2 separate regions of the Sus scrofa genome follow, and region 2 is linked to region 1. A link is a contact called in public HiChIP or PLAC-seq data. All regions are on one chromosome and are shown on one strand. The core of a region is the stretch at or near the end of the contact, and the rest is flanking DNA. Distances in the headings are between cores, read along the strand shown. Region 1 overlaps LOC106504622 (a long non-coding RNA gene). Region 2 has its middle 29 kb from the start of TLR10.

Region 1 (5,071 bases), core at 1,785-4,284:
TTTGCATTTATTTAACTCTTAGGGGGAAGCCTACACTTAATATTGTATGCAAAATTCTGTTCAGGGAGGATCTATATTCAATCTTTAATTACAGAGCTTATTCCTGAAATGTAAAGAAAAAAACTGAGCTTGGGCCCTGCACCGAAGCAATGAAAAAATTCTTAAGGATCTCCTGTTTCATTTTTTGGCAGTTGCTCTGCAGTCTTACAACATGGCTCTTCCAGAGCCAGGCTGGGGCGTTCCTGGGTCTCCTGGAGCCAGGGGTGCGGTTGCCAGCATCAGGCAGTAGGGGGAGCATGCGTGCAGGCGGAGGAAAGCTGCTGAGGCTCAGGCAGGAAATGTCTGAGACCATGTCCTTAACAGGCCGGGGCTGGAAAAGTGTTGGTTTTTTTTTTTTCTTTCCTCCTGCTGACCGAATGCTTAGTACTCCAGGCTTCCCTGCAAGATCTGTGCTCACTGCCTTGTAGGGTGGGGAAAACCGTCCTCAGGGAGTTGTAGAACAAAGTCACCTCTCTGCCTACTGGGTCAAAGGAGCTAAAAGCTTCCACATTGCCACTGAGGAGGGGGCCCGGCCCTGGGCCTCTGCAGGTGGGAGAAGGCCTTGAGTGAAGACACAGAAGCCCAGACAGTCAGCTATCCCAGGTCCAAAACCTGCCAGAGAGAACAGGAGTTTGTAGAGTTGGTAGTAAGAGAATTACAATGTACACTGCAGGGGGGAAGAGATGTGGCTTTTTTACTGTATCTCTGCCTTCCAGAACAGTGCCGGTGGACGCTTGGCCTTCAGGTGCCTTTAATAAGGCACTCACGTTGACAGTCTGTTCACTTAAGGTGCATTTTGACAGGGGCCTTGAAGTCAGATGGAAAAGAAACAATACCTTTGGCACTGCATGGCCCGAAGCCCAGGGAGAGCCTGGGGAGGAGTTCTGAAGCATGCACTAGTTCTGGAATAACTGGGTGCTGACAGGTCATTTTTTCTCCATGGTGTAGCATTCTCTCATTTTTTTTTTTTCCTTCCTCAACCCAAACTATAATTTCTTAACCTGGGAAAGAAAACTTTTGCAGCAGGAGAGATAACCCGAGGGCTGGCTGGCAACAGCTTCCTTCCTAGTAAAAGAAAGAAGCAAAAAGTTCACTTTTGTCTCTACATTGGATTTGTATATAGAAGATAATTGATATTCTCTTGTGAATGGTGCTTATTTACAGAAAACATTGTTTTGGCCTTGGTTCCAAACACACATGAAATTTCACTCTAATTTGCATGCATCTATAATTTTTTTTTTTTTTTTTGGTTTAAAATGGTGACTTCCCAAGGGTATTTTTCTAGACCAGCAGAAAAGACTGAACCAAAGTTTCTTGTAAAACTACCGTGCAAGAGTTCCCGTCATGGCGCAGCGGAAATGAATCCAGCCAGGAACCATGAGGTTTTGGGATTTGATCCCTGGCCTCGCTCAGTGGGTTAAGGATCTGGAGTTGCTGTGAGCTGTGGTGTAGGTTGCAGACGTGGCTTGGATCCCATGTTGCTGTGTCTGGCATAGGCTGGTGACTGCAGCTCCGATTTGAGCCCTAGCCTGGGAACCTCCATATGCTGTGGGTACAGCCCTAAAAAGCAAAAACAAACAAACAAACAAAAAAGCTACTGTGCAGACACCTCTGCCTTTGTGCTATTCCAGGGGAAACCTCCACTCACTGTGAACACGTTTAAAAGATATAATCAGGGGAGCCAAGATGGAAATGGGCAAAATGGTAAGTTAATGGCAATCACGTTTTTTGAATTTTCATATTTCTTAGGGTTTCTCCTGAAATAGAGTGATAGCTATGAATCTCCGATGTAAAATGGTACCTGCGTGTTGACTTGGTATATTACAAGGAACTTGAGTGATCTTCTGAAATAGTTCTCATTTCTCATGGCCCAGCAAGAGTTTTACTTTACATTTGCCAACACTCTAGTGGAAATATTCAGTTGTGCATTCACCCCACATGGAGTTCCCTCTATGGGCTGGGCTTAGGACACCAAGGTGAGGACCCACCCTTGAGGAACTCAATCTGGGAAGCAAGACCTTACGTCCTGTTGGATGTGGGTTTTCATCTGGAAGTGACAAGAAGAGTGTTCTGAGAGCACGGAGGAAGAAAGACTTAATTCCATCTGGACGAGTTGGTACTTGCAGGAGTTAAGAGCCCAGGTGCTGGGTACAGGCTGCTACGATTGAATCCTGGCTTCATCGTTTTCTAGCTGTGTGACGGGGGCAAGTTTCTAAACCTACCCAAGCCCTGGTTTCAACATCTCTGTAAGGTGGGAAGAATAATGAGACCCACATCATGGATATTTTTTTTTCCCCTGTGGTTGTCAATGGGATGTACCAGCGCAAGCACTCGGTGTGTGTTGCTGAGGATCGCGGGGATGGCGGTGGGGGAGGTGGAGTGAAGATGAGGGCGAGGGGATGGAGAAGGCATCACAGATTCTACAGGGTCAGGAGTTCAGTGGGCAAAGGAGGAAAATGTGGAAGACGGAAGGACATTCCAGCTGGGGCCCTGTGTTGTGTTTTATAACAAGCCCCTGGGTGATTCTGATGCACAGTGATGGTCAAGGTCCACTGAGGCTTTTACGCAAGCGAACAACAAGCTTGGATTTTCATTTTTGGAGAGAACACATCAGTGGCTGTCGGAAGGATGGTGATGAGTCTTGAGCTCAGGGCATCGTGGGGGGAATATGCAGACAGGGAATGATGTCTGTAACAGCAGGGACACGAAGGGAGTGGGTGCCTGGAAGACATTAAAGCCTGGAGGGGACCAGATTGAAGGGTGGGGAAGAGGAGGAGGCAGGCCGAGTCCGGGGGATAGTGGACACAGGGCTTTAATGCCAGTGACTAAATGGTGCCTCTGCCGTCTTGCTGAGACCGCTCATTTGTCCCTCCCTCTGCCTCCTTCATCACTGCCAAAGTGACTGACAGCACAGATTGGCATCCTTGCAGGAGGTCTGGTTCTCCTCTGGAATGCACTGCTCTCTCCAGCCACAGCCGTCACCTCCCCCGTCGCCCCCCACGGTCCAGGGACTCATTCCACCAGCCGCGGTTACTGCCACATAGGCTGATGAGTCACTCTCCCAGAACAGCTGGTGGCCAACATACTTCTCTTGTCCACGGTTGGGGAGCACTTCCAGGCCCTGCCCCGAACCCTCCCCCACACCAAACCCTTTGGTGTGAGCTCCCTTGGCCAAGCCAGCCACCCACATCTCTGGGATGGGAGGGTCTCTGGTCCAAAATTATACTCCAATTACTGCCCTGTCTATATTTTAAGCGAGATGATTAACTCATTAGTGCTTTATTATTGCCACATCTAAGGTAGAGCGACTGTAGGAGTGAAGACAGTAGTGCTGCCGTTTTGGTAGAAATGCGGATTCCTGAGTCCTGCCATAGACCTCCTGAACCACTGGGGGGTCGGGGGGTGAGGTTAGAAACCAGGGAATTTATATTTTTAATGAGCAGCCCTGATGAGTCTTCAATTACCTAAAAAGCGATAGTGGTGGCCCTGGAATTTCTTTTGTACTATTTCCTACCCACTCTGCAGCTGGAATGACCTTACACTCTTGGGGGCCCTTCTAGCTTGCTTGGAGAAAGCTAGGGCCTCCTGTCCAGGGGGACACCCATCGCAAAGCTACCAGCTCAGCCCTATTGTTGCCCTGTTCCTTTTCTTGATCCATTAGAGGCAGCCTGCAAATTATGCACATGCACAGGCAGCAAGTCCAACATATCTGCTTAAAAAAACCAGGCATTCTCATATTTGAAATAACAGTGTTGGCTTACATTGCAATAGTCCTCTTTCAGAAGATAAATTTGCTGTACTCCCAGATTTCAAAGAGTCGTGTGGACTTATCACCCATAAGATGTTTATAAAATTATTTTCCTTGGTCGGAGTAATGAATTGCTCCTAAATGAAGTCCCCTCTCACCTTTCCCTCCAACCCCTTTCCCCCATGACTCATCAAGGCCAAGTTCAGCCAAGCGATCTGTGCCACCAGACCTCAGCTGGATACCATCCATGCACAGCTAACTGAGCCCCTGATGACATCACAGGAAGGCACCATGGTCAACGTGCTTTGAAAGAGGAGTGACAGGCATGTAGGTTCAAAAAGGATTCCAAAAAAGAAATTCGTTAGAGGGCTCTGGGTAATTGGTTTGGTTTCCTAGTTGAGCAAGTTTCCCAGAGGTGAGTGTTCACTGGGTTGAGAGCTGAGGGGATAGAAGGAGGAAAAGGCATGAGCCACACCCTTGCAGAGCCTAAGGTAAGGCTGGCAAGACGAGACATGCACTCCAAAATTCAACCCCAATACAAGGCAGTAAATGTTAACGAGTGATTGGACCTCAAATGCTGGCGCCTTTCAGAGGAGCGGGCGAGAGATCGCCTAGGGCTGGAAGTCAAGGAGGGCTGAAGGCTGCCCTGACATTTGTGGAAGGTGAGGAGAGACGGAAGGCAGTGGTGGAGCTCTGGGTAGAGATGGAGTGAGCACGAGGCACAGTGTGGGGAGAGGACAGATTCTCCTGCGGCAGTTAGTAAACGGCTCTGGATGAAGCCTGGGGCTAGGGTTGGGAATGGTAAGAGCTGAAGTTCAGGTTTCATTTCTAAACATTTACCAAATACTTATGTCAGACCATGTTCAGACCTTGACTGACATTGTGTTTGTGTCTTACGACAACCCCAAGGGGCAGGTATTATCCCATGTTCCATTTTAACGTGAGACAGGGGCTCAGAGAGGCTGGTAGCTAGCCCAAAGTCACACGGCAAGGGGGTGGAGAAGCCAGGGGAAAAACCCAGGTCTACTTATGTCCAAAGTTTGTGTGGTTCATGGGGCTCTTTCTGTCCTTTTCCCCCTTCTGCAGGTCATAGTGCTGCCTAGAGGAGAGGCTTAGCAGAGGGAATCAAGTCAGGCCAGGAGGCTGGGTGTTCCTGCCTGTGCTGGTGTCCCATAGCCTCAGCCTGGCAAAGGCTGTATTTTTTGTCTCATTCACATGGCCTTGGGAGTGGTGCTAAGGCTAGGAAGGGATGGGCCAGTACTCCCTCTCTGGCCCTTTTAGTCC
Region 2 (5,386 bases), core at 2,812-5,311, 350 kb after region 1:
ATGTTTTTAAAGCCAGGCAAGCCCTATGCAATCATCTTCCATCTAAGCCAGCACTCTGGGAACCACGTGGTCACTGGCTTTGTTTTCGGAGGAGAAATCTGTTAAACAAATAGACAACACTAAAACCCATTATACCATCTAGTTTTAATTAAAACCCAGAATCCGACATTATATTTCCTTTGGTCAGGTTTTAGGATGATGATCCCACTGATTATTTTTATGGAAAACAGTTGCTAATTAATAAATGCCAGAGAGATGGAGAGAGAAAACCTGAGAATAATGAATGCTGAATGCATTATTCAAACCGCCCTGGAGTCCTGGTTTTAATCTCGTCCTAAGCCATTCATTTAGGGCTATGGCTTTTAAGGCTCAAGTTTTTTCACTGTCACTCAAGGCAAAAACAGAAGCCTCCTTAAATTATGTTACAAACAGATTGGCTCCCAGATAATGTGCCTTCCACCAAAGATCGAAAGGAAGGAAAGAACAAGCCCTGAGGTAAATTAACCCCTGATGGACGTGGGCAGACTTCATCCTCAAGCTCCGATGCACTGATGCAAACCCTCACGTTTCCACCAATGATTGCACAGTTCATTTATTTGTCAGGGGGTTGGGAAGAGGAAAGGAGGAAGCCTTAGGCTCTTAAACAAATAACAACCATATTTAAACAATGCCTCCTTTAAAAAAAAAATAGCCTTTGTTTTTCAGAGCAGTTTTTAGGTCCACAGCAAAACTGAGTGGGAGGAAAAGGGAATTGAACGGAAAGTACAGAGATTTCCCCTATGTCTCCTGTGTCCCCTGTCTCCAGACAAGCCCAGTCTTCCCCGCCGTCAGCACCATGGTGGCACACTTGTCACAGCTGAGGAACCAACACTGGCCCATCATTATCACTCAAAGCCCGGAGTTTACGTTAATGTTCCTTCTCAGTGCGGTACCTTCTCTGGGTTTGTACAAAAGTATAATAACATAGCCACCGCTGGTGTACCATGGACAAAAGTTCTGATGCCCTAAAAATCCCCATCCTCTGCTTTTTCACATCCTCCTCCTGAACCCCTGGCAACCACTGATAACTTTCACTGTTTCTACACTTTCCCTTTTTACGGAATGTCAGATTAGGTGGAATCAGGCAATCCATAGGCTTCTTTGTGTCATAGGCATGTAAGTCTCCTCGTGTCTTTTCATGACTTAACGGGACCCTGATTTTTTTTTTTTTTTTTTTTTTTTTTTTTAGGGCCACACCTGGGGCACGTGGAAATTCCCAGACTAGGGGTCAAATCAGAGCTGTGGCTGCCAGCCAGATCCAAGCTGAGTCTGCGACCTACACCACTGCTCACAGCAACGCTGGATCCTTACCCCATAGAGTGGGGCCAGGGATTGAATCTGTGTCCTCATGGGTACGAGCCAGGTTCATTACTGCTTTGCCACAAAGGGGACACCAGGACCCTGATTTTTAAAAGAATCTTTTCTACAGTAGTTTAGTCAATACTTGCAGATATTTATGCCTTAAGACTTTAGAGAAACATGATACGCTTCCACCCATTTCCTGAACCAGCTCGTCTCTTTTCCACCTTCTAGGTGGGTCCAGGGATCTGACTGAACCCATGGCCAACCATCTAGTCATGTATTTAGCGCCTATCATTGGCCACTGTTCCAATTACTATGGATGTGTGACAAATATCCCCAACACTTAGTGGTGCAGTAAAAACATTGGTTATGCTCACAGAATCTGTGGATCAAGAATTTGGATACAGCACACCAGGCACACTGTGATGTCTGAGGCCGCAGCTGGAGGCCTTGAAGGCTCATCCGCTCATCTCCCTGGCTGGCAGTTGACGCTGGATGTCAGCTGGGGGCACCACTGGCTTTCCTCATGGTTTAGTTAAGGCTTCCTCATAAGTTGGTGGCTGGTTTCCAGGGTTAATATCCCAAGGGAGAGAGCATCAGACAGAAGCCTTACTGCCTTTTATCATCTGGCCTTGGAAGCCAAACATTCTGCCGGATTCTAGGATTCTATTTATCGAGGCAGTCACAGAGTCCACCTTCCCCAACCCAGGTCTTGGGGGAGGAGAAATAGAAGCTTTCTCCTGATGGGGAGTGGAAACTTTATGGAGGAACGTGTAACACTGGAAATATTGCTGTTGCTATTTTTGGAAAATACAATCGCCTTTGTGTGGCAGGGACTTTGCCAGGTCCTAGGGATTTAGAGCAAAAAGCCACGGTTTCTGATCTCAGGACCAGAGGAAGGATAGAAGAGAACAGGTCAACAGCCTAGAACATTTTCAGTTCTAGGGTCGTGAATAACCAGGGTGCTTTGGAAAAGCATCATGACCCTTGGCATTCCCGTCATGGCTCAGTGGTTAATGAATCCGACTAGGAACCATGAGGTTTCAGGTTCGATCCCAGGCCTTGCTCAGTGGGTTAAGGATCCGGTGTTGCCATGAGCTGTGGTGTAGGTTGCAGACACGGCTCGGATCTGGCATGGCTGTGGCTGTGGTGTAGGCCAGCAGCTATAGCTCTGATTCGATCCCTAGCCTGAGAACCTCCACATGCCACGGGTGCGGCTCTAGAAAAGACAAAAAAAAAAAAAAAGAAAAAAAAAGAAAAGCATCATGACCCAACTTTGGAGTTCAAAAAAGTTTTGTCAGGGAAACTGTTTCAGGATCATATGCAAAATCTCATCTGAGTTTGTGAACATGCAGATGTGGATGTGCAGGATCCCACTGAACCCAGGCCACAGGGCTGCCTGGGGTCTCACACCACCCCCTGCACGTCCATCTTCCTTGGCCTCCTTGAGAGACGTGTGGGTGGGAACCTCCCACACCTCCTTCAAGGTGGCCCTATAGACCAAACCGTGCAGAGCCAGTGGCTCTAACCTGTGGGGCCTCCTGGGGTGGCTGACAGAGGCAGATGTCCTAGAATCAGGCGTGTTAGAACTGTGTTGACAACGGTCTGAGGTCAAAGACGGCAGAATCAGGTATGGGCTAAATAGTTCCATTCATACTTCCTTTCCCCTCCCCGCACCAGGCTCCAGAGAGGACTCAGGAGAGCACCGTTTGAAAAGAACTGGTCCAGTTTTTGCACCTTCCCTGTACAGACAGGAAACAGATTCAGAGAGATTCAAGGGACTGGACGAAGACGACCCACATCCAAGGTAGGTTTGGGGTTTTTTTTTTTTTTTTTTTCTTTTTTGGCTGCCCCGCAGCATATGGAGTTTCCAGGCCAGGGATCTGATCCAAGCCACTGTCGCGACCTAAGCTCCAGCTGCAGCAATGCCAGATCCTTAACCCACTGATCCAGGCTGGGGATAGAACCTGCATCCCAGCGCTCCCAAGATGCTGCCGATCCTGTTGTGCCACAGCAGGAACTCTGGTTTTTATTTTCAATTTTAAACACTAGGCAAAGCACTAGAAAACATTCCTTGGAAATGTGTGACCAAGTGTCTGAGGTGTGGTGGGGTTTGGGGGGCTTTTCAGTCAGTTCCCTAAATCATGAATTTGGGCGGGATGTCGCAGGGGTGGGTGTCCCTACCTCTGCTTAAGGGTTACCAGCCCACAGGGCTGAGGAGTTGGGTCCCACCCCCTCCCGCCCTCCCTCTCCCTCGAAGCCCTGCTGTAGGCTCAGTTCCCTCAGGGCTGAGAGAGGCGGTTGAGGCTGCATGAATAATATAGCCTTTTAATTTGCTTTTAATTACCGTGGCCTAGTAACCCTTCCAAAGACCCTTCCTGGAGAGTAGTTTTATTTTTCCACTTATTAAACTCATTCACTAGACTGGAAAAAGAATTCCCATCCCCCAAGACCGCTCATTTTCATTCTTCTAATTCTTTTTTTTTTTTTTTTTTCCCCAACACCAGGAAAGCAATGCGCGTAAAACCGAAGCCAAGTATATTGTGGTTTCTAACACAAGCCTGTTTGGAGCAGAAGCCCGTGGGATTGTTGCACTGCGGCCTCAGGGGACTGCCCCAGCGCCTGGGCCGTCAAAGGGAGGGGCCTGAATGGCCCTTTGATTCAGCCCCATCTGGGGGTGGAGGGTGGGGAAGGAACAGGCCTGTCACTTGACACTCTCTGTTGGGCTTGGCCCTGGGCCTCTTTCCTCACGCAGGCCTCCCCGGAGCCTGCAGGCTTCTCTGAGGATGGCCTGGCTTGACGACATGCTGCAAGGCCAGAAATTCCTTGCTCCTTGGGAAGAACACAAGCCATCTATGGGCTCCAGGAATTCCATTCGCTTTGAGAATGCTGCCCTTCATAAAGTTCCTCCTCCTAGCACACACACACACACACAGACACAGACACAGACATACAGACACACACACACAGAGACACACACACACACCCAGACAATGACACACACACATATATACACAGACACACACACAGACACACACACAGACACACACACACACACCCCCCCTTGACCTGCTTTAATAGGCCTTTAACCATATGTTTGCTGGTTGATTTTTTAAATATTTATTATTCTTGATATTTGCATGGAAAACTTAAGAGAATAAACAGGCAAATTATCAGCTCTAATGGAAGAGCTTAAGGTTAAGAGATGAATATTGTTATGCTTATAGCCTTGGATAGTGAAGGAGTTGGAGCACTGGCTCCAGCACGTATGATCTTAAACAATTTACTGAACCTCTCTGCACTTCTCTGGACTTCATCTCTCTCCTCTCTAAATAGTTAGACGAAAAGCTCCTTCACAGCGTCGTTGTGAGATTGAAGGCAGTGCATACACATAAAATGCTTGGAACAGTGCTGGCCCATAGTGAGGATTCAATGAATTAGCTGTTAAGATAAAGGTCACTGGCTTTGAGGTCAACATACAAAAACCGATTATAGTCAATAAATGGCAGCAAATCATTAAAAGACACCGTTTTAAAAAGACTGCATTTTATATCATTTAAAATAGCAGAAAACAAGATATCTGGGAATAAATCTGACAAGTAATGGTATACTTTAAGCAGAAAGTTATAAAATTTTAGTGAATGTAATTCAAGATGACCCAAATAAGTGGAGAGAGATTCTGTGTTCACAGAGAGGAAAATTTATTATCTTGAAGATGTTTTTAATCTTTTATTCAAAGAAATGCCAAACAAAATGTTGAGGGGTACTTTTAGAGTGTGTCTATATATATATATGGAACTTGACAAGCTGATTCTAAGTGGTAATTAAAGAGCAGATAATTGAAGAGTGGAGTATCAGCCAAAAGCTGACGAACAGAATAGTGAAACAAAACAGAGTCCAGAAAGACACTTCCTTATTTATGGAAACCCGATATGCAGCAAACGTGTTTTTACAGATCAGTTGGAATAGGATGAATTACTCAAAAAACAATGCTGGGGCAATAGGTCAGCCACTGGCAAAAATTCAAAATTAGATCCCTTACCCA

The links. HiChIP or PLAC-seq counts read pairs in DNA pulled down with a chosen protein or histone mark.
Region 2: an H3K27ac HiChIP or PLAC-seq map of skeletal muscle shows a contact between it and region 1, with 6 times the contacts expected there. The contact joins two enhancer-like sites. A contact is called at or near these places in 6 of 47 Hi-C or Micro-C datasets (brain, epiblast stem cells, fetal heart ventricle and 3 more) and 2 of 2 datasets of contacts at active chromatin or transcription factors (alveolar macrophages and skeletal muscle).

The regions. Positions count from the first base shown.
Region 1 is chr8:29,757,152-29,762,222 of Sscrofa11.1, forward strand. LOC106504622 (a long non-coding RNA gene) reads left to right here. Exons shown (of 3, transcript XR_002346602.1): 2 at 1,671-1,743. Among named protein-coding and RNA genes, the nearest start is that of MIR9840, 210 kb to the left of the region's middle. Within about 2 kb of position 3,035, at least 17 of the 83 cell types and tissues checked have an H3K27ac peak or open chromatin away from gene starts, as enhancers often do. A contact at or near this core is called in skeletal muscle, where this site is marked.
Region 2 is chr8:30,103,355-30,108,740 of Sscrofa11.1, forward strand. No RefSeq gene overlaps it. Among named protein-coding and RNA genes, the nearest start is that of TLR10, 29 kb to the right of the region's middle. Within about 2 kb of position 4,062, at least 33 of the 83 cell types and tissues checked have an H3K27ac peak or open chromatin away from gene starts, as enhancers often do. A contact at or near this core is called in skeletal muscle, where this site is marked.